2 separate regions of the Oryctolagus cuniculus genome follow, and region 2 is linked to region 1. A link is a contact called in public Micro-C data. All regions are on one chromosome and are shown on one strand. The core of a region is the stretch at or near the end of the contact, and the rest is flanking DNA. Distances in the headings are between cores, read along the strand shown.

Evidence for each region. A called contact is a pair of places that touch in the nucleus more often than the background predicts.
Region 2: a contact with region 1 is called in a Micro-C map of ear pinna, with 5 times the contacts expected there. The contact joins the promoter of PTCH2 here to the promoter of EIF2B3 in region 1. A contact is called at or near these places in 6 of 6 Hi-C or Micro-C datasets (ear pinna, embryonic fibroblasts, liver and 3 more).

Annotation. Positions count from the first base shown.
Region 1 is chr7:127,892,282-127,895,912 of mOryCun1.1, reverse strand. EIF2B3 (eukaryotic translation initiation factor 2B subunit gamma) reads right to left here and starts at 1,923. Exons shown (of 12, transcript XM_002715143.5): 1 at 1,787-1,923. LOC108177731 (a long non-coding RNA gene) reads left to right here and starts at 2,019. Exons shown (of 2, transcript XR_001794545.3): 1 at 2,019-2,416.
Region 2 is chr7:128,048,014-128,051,644 of mOryCun1.1, reverse strand. It overlaps PTCH2 (patched 2), which reads right to left and starts at 1,657. Exons shown (of 23, transcript XM_051857844.2): 1 at 1,336-1,657; 2 at 653-845. The coding sequence starts at 1,392. LOC103350199 (a long non-coding RNA gene) reads left to right here and starts at 1,626. Exons shown (of 3, transcript XR_518282.4): 1 at 1,626-1,763.

The sequences.
Region 1 (3,631 bases), core at 674-3,173:
TACTTTTACCAAAATTATAATCAGTCCTAGGCTCCATACATCAATATCTTGGCTATAGCACTTAACGCTGAGGACATTCAAGGCACAAAATGATGTCTCACTTGCAATATTTACTGTTTAGATATGATCATTTTTATTCCAGCCAGTATTACCTCTGATGGAATTAAACTTCAATTTGGCATTCTATAACTTTAATCACATCAGATATTATTAAAAGTTTTGTGGACCCTTAAGAGTCAAAACATCTGAGTTTGAGTTCTAGTTCTGCCACTCAAAGATGGTGTGACTGGGGTGGGGAGGGTCTGCCATTAAAACTCCCAGTGTCCTCAGTCCCTAGAGGGAAGGCTAGTGTTAAGTTACAGATCCCAGAGCCAGGCCGCCTGAGTTTCAATTCTAGCACTACCATTTATTAGCTGTGTGAACTAGGGCAAGCTCCCTAACTTTCCTGTGCCTCATTTTTTTTTTTCATTTTATAAGATAGAGATAATTACAGTTTCTACTTCACAGAGTTGTTGTTAGGATTATGCTACTTGTTCTACATAAAGTACATAAAATAATGTCTCTCTCAGGACAAGCACCATGAGTATTTGGTATTATCAGACAGAGGCTAGATCAAGGAAAGCCTCTTGTGCCAGCTGAACCATGCTGTTTCAGAATTCTCCCTGCATTGCTGTTCTTGCTCCCCAGGGATTCTTTCTCCTGTACCTGGATATCAACCACTAAACTTTTAAGGAATCATCTTGCCTCCGAAGCCACTGCTAACGCTTCCAAGTCCTCTGGTAGAAGCGACTCCTTCCTCCTAGAAGCCTCTCCTCTACCGTGAACAGATTGCCTCCAGCCTGTACAGGCTGCACCGTACATACATACATGTTTAAGAGTCCACTTAAGAACGGCATTCTTAAATGTCTACTTGAGAGTTCCTTTAAGGAAAGAACTGCGTGAGCCCCATCACTGTATTCTCATTCAGATGCCAGGCACTCAATTACTGTTTCTGAAGTGAGGCTCTGTGAACCTCGCAAGAGCTCTGTGTAAGCGCTCAGTTCCGACTTGCGCAGAGGGGCACTAGCACCCGGGCCACTGGCCACTGAGGCTTCCCTCAAGGAGGCTGCGGGTGAAGAAAGGTAGCCTAGGAATCAAGAACAGGCATCACGAGCAGAACTAAGCGTGACATCAGGCAGACGGTCAAGTCTCTCGGTATCACTGCCAGGCCTCTGGGTGCCGAGAGTCCAGGAAAGGCGTCTCGCTCGCTGGCCGCCCGAGCTTTCCAAAGGGCTTGCGAGGCGTCTCAGGCACGCCTGGATCTCGGCACTCGCTGCCTCCCGCGGCTTACCCAGAGAAGCACGGTACATCCTCCTAACTTGCCTGCCAGCTCGCTGTCCGCTGCCCGAGCGCAGGGGCCGCCCTCTATTCCTCTTTGTAGTTCACTGCCCTGCACCCAAACGACCAAAGGCAGCCTGAGGAAATGAATGAAGGGCCAAAGTGAGAGCCCAGCCACGGTAGTACGGGCGTATGGTCCCGGTCCCGGGTCTGGTGCTTGCTCATCCTGGCTAGGAACAAAACCTCCCCTCCCCGAAATTCGGTCCCGCTGTTGCACATGGTGCTTGGCTCGGATTTTCCCAACCTCCCCTGTAGCTCAGACACTTGGCTCCCCGGCCGAGGCGAGCAGGGACTTGGGCTGGCGACCTCGAGACTCGACATCCCCCCCTCCGCGTTCCCTTCGGTTCGGCTCGGCGAGCCCGCCTCCCTCAGATGAAGAAGGGCCTCTGGCCCTCACGGCGCTGCTCACCCGGGTTAGCCAGCTCGTGCGCGGCCTGGGAGGGCAGAAAGCGCAGCTGTACCTCAGCTCCCGGCGCGCAGCCACCGCTCCCAGCACTCACCACGCCGCCTCTGACTGACAGCCTAAGGGCGCAGGCGCGCGATGGCCGAGCAGATCGATGGGACGCGCAGGGCAGACCCAGGGAGAAGGGACGAGCGCCGGGCGATGGATTAGAGAGGCCCCTGGCGAGCTGAGAGGAGGCGGCGCGGAGGCGGCGCCATGCTGGATGCTGCCGCCTGGAGCGCTCCAGAGAACTACTGCCCGGGTTTGGATTTCGCCTCTGGGCCCTGGCGTCCCTTCACAGACCACCACGCTAGTGCGTGCCCCTGTCGGAGCTCAGATGGAACAAGTCGCCATCTCTTCCTTCAGAATTCCTATTCTAGGAGCTGGCCCCCAACTACGACTCCGTGAAAAGAGAGCCCTTGGGTGCCACAACTTTTGACTAGTGGTGAAAAAACCCATCAGATGCCCTCGCAGGCCAGAACATCCTAACCCGAGGACCCAGCCATCCTGGGAGTAGGGACGGAGGTCAGTGAGGACCTCCCTGGGAAAGTGAGCTGAACAGTGGCTTGAAGAGGAAGAGTCGGGTGCATGTCTTGGGTAAAAACTTTCTTTTCTTTTTTAAGACTTATTTTATTTACTTGAAAAGCAAAGTTATAGAGGCTGGCGCTGTGGTGCAGGGGTTAACGCCCTGGCCTGAAGCCCCGGCATCCCTATGGGCGCCGGTTTAGTCCCCGCGGCTCCACTTCCAATCCAGCTCTCTGCTGTGGCCTGGGAAAGCAGTAGAAGATGCCCAAGTCCTTGGGCCCCTGCACCCGCATGGGAAGACCTGGAAGAAGCTCCTGGCTCCTGGCTTCGGATCGGCACAGCTCCGGCCATTGCGGCCAGTTGGGGAGTGAACCAGCGGATGGAAGACCTCTCTCTCTCTCTGTCTCTCTGTGTAACTCTGACTTTCAAATAAATAAATAAAAATTAAAAAAATAAAAATAAAAGTTAGAGAGAGAGAGGTCTTTGATACACTGGTTCCCTCCCCAAACGGCCACAAAAGCAGGGGACTGAAGCCAAAAGTTTTATCTGGGTTCCCACTCGGGTGAGGGTCCCAAGCACTTGGACCATCTGCTGCTGCTTTCCCAAGCACTAGCAGGGAGCTGGATCAGAAGTGGAACAGGGGAGCAGTTCTCAAACATTTTGGTCTCTGGACCCTTTACATTCTTAAAAATGATTAAGGACCCCAAAGAGCTTTTGCTTATATGGATTATATCTACTAGCATTTATTATATTAAAAATTTCAACCAGAAATTTAAAACAGTAATTCACCTCAAAAATGAAAATAATATACATGTTCTCATATGTAGTTTTAAAAAGATAATTTTATACACACACACACACACACACATAGACAATTCCAATTATAAATAGTGGTTGGTAGGGGTGAGCATTTGGTGTAGCGATTAAGCCATCCCAGCTAGTACACTTGCATCCCACCTTGGATGGAGTATTTGAGTTTGGTTCCTGGACCCAGCTCCTGACTCCACTTTCAGGTAGGTAATGCAGACCCCGGGAGGCAGCAGTGATGACTGAGTAGTTGATTTCTTGTCACCCATGTGGGAGAACAGGGTTGAGTTCCCAACTGGGGATATTTGATAAGTAAACCAGCAGATGGGAGTTCTCAGTTTCTGTCTCTCTCTCTCTCTCTGCCTCTCAAATCAATAAAAGCAAAAAACAATAAAGCCACTGCTTGGTAACATCAACATATCAATGAAAAAAATGTAACATTATTTTCAAAATGTTAAGTTTTGTGAAAAGAATGCCATT
Region 2 (3,631 bases), core at 408-2,907, 160 kb before region 1:
CTTTGGGTATGGGCCAGGGCTCGGGGAGGTCCAGGGGAGCCCACAATGCAAATTTCCCAGGGAAGAACTGGGCGGAGTCTGACTGACAAAGGGCTGTCATCTGAAACCAGGCCTCAGGAGGGCAGGGAATCGCCCTGGAATGGACAAGGAATTATCTAGAGCTTCCATTAGGCAGTGAGGTTGGAACCTGTCTAACGCTGGCTGTTGACTCAACGCATATTCGGTGTTGCTTTTCCGCTAACTGGTTTATGGGGCCTGCGGTTCATGGGCCCTGACCCTGGAGGCCTGGCCAGACCACTGACTCACGTCCCCCAGCTTTCCCGACCTCACACTTCTGATTCCCATGGGCTCCAGTGGTCTCTCTTCTCCCACACAACATACCCATATTCTACTTTGCTTTATATTATAGCTCTCCCAGCACGTATTTTTATTTGCCTTGCTACTAGAGGATGGGTCTGGTTTTAGCTGCCTTTGTAAACCAACTAAATATTCCAAATCCTGTTGAACAGGACTCCACCATTGGCATATGCACACGGACAGTACTTTGGCTGGCACTCTGGCTGGCACCTGCCCCTCCGGACCCAAGGTCAGGCCTACCAGGGCTCAGTAACCAGCTCACCACCCAAGCAGCTATGGAGTGTCCACAACTCACCTTCTACCCAGAGCTGTTCCAGGTCTGTCTCAATAATGGCCACGCGGAGACCCAGTGCCAGGGCCCCAAAGGCCAACAGTCCCAGGAAGAGCACTTTGCCACAGTGTCTCTGGATCCCGCAGCCCAGAGAGAAGAGCAGGCCCTGGAAGTAAGCCCGGAGCCAGAGAGGAGCCTTCAGGCTCCCAGCTAGGATCTGGGATAGAAAGAGACGGATCAGCCAGGTGTTAGGGTAACAATGCACGAAATCCCCCCTTCTCTCCCTACACATGCCCTCTGCCAAGCACTTAGCGTCTTGATTTCTGTATGCAAGACAGGCAGCACCTACACAGACACAGGCCCGAACTTGGAAGATTCAACTTCCTGCTTCCCACACCAACATACACCTGAGGAAGGCGTGAACCCCCTTTCTGAAAGTAGGCCACACACACACAGCTCTGTTGGCAGGTGGGCACAGAGGTAACCCTACACACAATCCCTCCCACTGGCCAGATTTCAAGGAGAGGTAGAGACACACACACACACACACACACACACACACACACAACTTGTGTGGCAGTGCTAACTCTCACCTGTCGTCAAGCAGACACTAAATGCAAGGCACAAGGCAAGTTAAGGCACCTTGTAAAGGCCCCAGCAACACTCCGGGCCCCACTCTTCCTTCTTCCAGCTTCCCTCCTACTTACCTGGGGTGCTGCGGACCGAGCTGGGGGCGTGTAGCCAGGGGGCGGCGGTCGGGCCATGCTGGCGGGGATAGGGGGCGCGGGCGCCCCCAACCCGCGTTATCTGAGCGCTCCCATACGCTGGCCTGGCCGCGTACCGCCGGCCCCGCGTGGGGGCTGAATGGAGCGGAAAGGGCGCTGGGTGCTGCGGACGGGCGAGCGCGCAGCGGTGGCGACACGGAGGAGCGCACGGCGCTTCCGCGCCCTCCCGCTCGGTTCCGCGTGCGGGCAGAACGGCCGGCCCGCGGCGCTGAGCTTAGCTCGAGGTCGCGACAGCAGTGCCGGGGAGGCGGCGGGAGCCCCAGAAAAAGGGAGCGGGCCGGGGCACCGCCCTCCCATTGGCTGAGGGGCCCGCAAATTACCCGGAGCCGCGGGGCCGGATCCGCTGCTAGGTAACAGCGCCGCAGGGGGCGGGGCAGGAGACCACCCAGGCAGGGCCACCCCTAGCCTCGCCTCCCTGCCCGCTGGGCCCTCCTGGAGGAGATGGGGCGGTTAGGGGGGGATCCCGGAGACGAGTGGCGCTGGCCAAGTATGTCAGGCGAGGCCGTGCTGAGAAAGGCTGTCTGCTGGTCCTTTTTCCCAACCCAACCAAAACGTAAAGCTTTAACTTTCCACTCTTCTCCGCATCCATTCCTGCTGCCTTTAGTCCGCCGTCTCGGCTGAGGCCAGAGTTACTTCTGTAAAATGCAAATCTTCTGAGAGCTGCAGAGCACGCGGGCCACTTGGAGCACAGGCCCCACATGATCCAACTAAAGCCTTCTCCCTCCCAATCTCCCAGTCTTCCTTCCAGTCCTAAATACACCGTGTTCCATGCGTTCCTGCCCTTGTCCTTTCAATAAATAAATATTTTTATAAAAATTAAATAACATGAGGCCGTCGCTGCGGCATAGTAGGTTAAGCCTCTGCCTGTAGTCCTGGCATCCTGTATGGGCACCAGTTCGAGTCCCAGCTGCTCCACTTCCGATCCCACTCCCTGCTAGAGCGTCTGGGAAAGCAACAGAAGATGGCCCAAGTGCTTGGGCCCCTGCACCCATGTGGAAGACTCAGAAGAAGTTTCTGGCTTCTGATGGCCCAGCTCTGGCCATTGCAGCCATTTGGGGGAGTGAACCAGCAATGGAAGACCTCTCTGTCTCTCCCTCTCTGTAACTCTGGCTCTCAAATAAATAAATAAATAAATCTTTTTTAAAGAAAGTCAGAGTACACAGAGAAAGCAGAGACACAGAGAGCGAGGTCTTCCATCTGTTGGTTCACCTCCTAATTGGCCGCAACAACAGGAGCTGCGCAAATCCGAAGTCAGGAGCCGGGAACTTTCAGGTCTCCCACATGGGTGCAGGGGCCCAAAGACTTGGGTCATCCTCCACTGCTTTCCCAGGCCATAGCAGAGAGCTAGATCGGAAGTGGAACAGCTGGGACTAAAACCGGCACCCATATGGGATGCTGGCACTGTGGGCCACAGCACCAGCCCCAATAAATAAATCTTTTTTTTTTTTTTTGACAGGCAGAATAATGGACAGTGAGAGAGAGAGACGGAGAGAAAGGTCTTCCTTTGCCATTGGTTCACCCTCCAATGGCCGCCACCGCTGGCGCACCGCGCTGATCCGATGGCAGGAGCCAGGTACTTATCCTGGTCTCCCATGGGTGCAGGGCCCAAGGACTTGGGCCATCCTCCACTGCACTCCCTGGCCACAGCAGAGAGCTGGCCTGGAAGAGGGGCAACCGGGACAGAATCCAGCGCCCCGACCGGGACTAGAACCCGGTGTGCCGGGGACGGAAGGCGGAGGATTAGCCTAGTGAGCCACGGCGCTGGCCCAATAAATAAATCTTTTAAAAAGAAAAAGAAATAACATCAGAGTGACAGATGAGGAGAAACAGAGGGAAAGAGTTCTTCCATCTGTTGGGTCACTCCCCAAATGGCCATGACAGTCGGGGCTGGGCCAGGCTAAAGCCAGGAACTAGGAACTCCATCCCTGTCTCCCACATGGTGGCAGGGGACCATCTTCTGATGCCTTCCCAGGAGCATTAGCAGCGAGCTGTATCAGAAGTGGAGCAGCCAGGGCTTGAACTGGCTCTCCGATATGGGATGCTGGTGTTACAGGTGGCAGCTTAAACTGCTGCACTAGAACACTGGCCCCTGACTGAAAAACCCGGAGTGGCAGAGTAGGGTAAAATCAATACTCCAGTATGTAACATTTGGGAAATAGAAATAATCTCCAATGGATTCCTTATTTGTTGAACACAACTGCTATTACTTCTGGTGAAA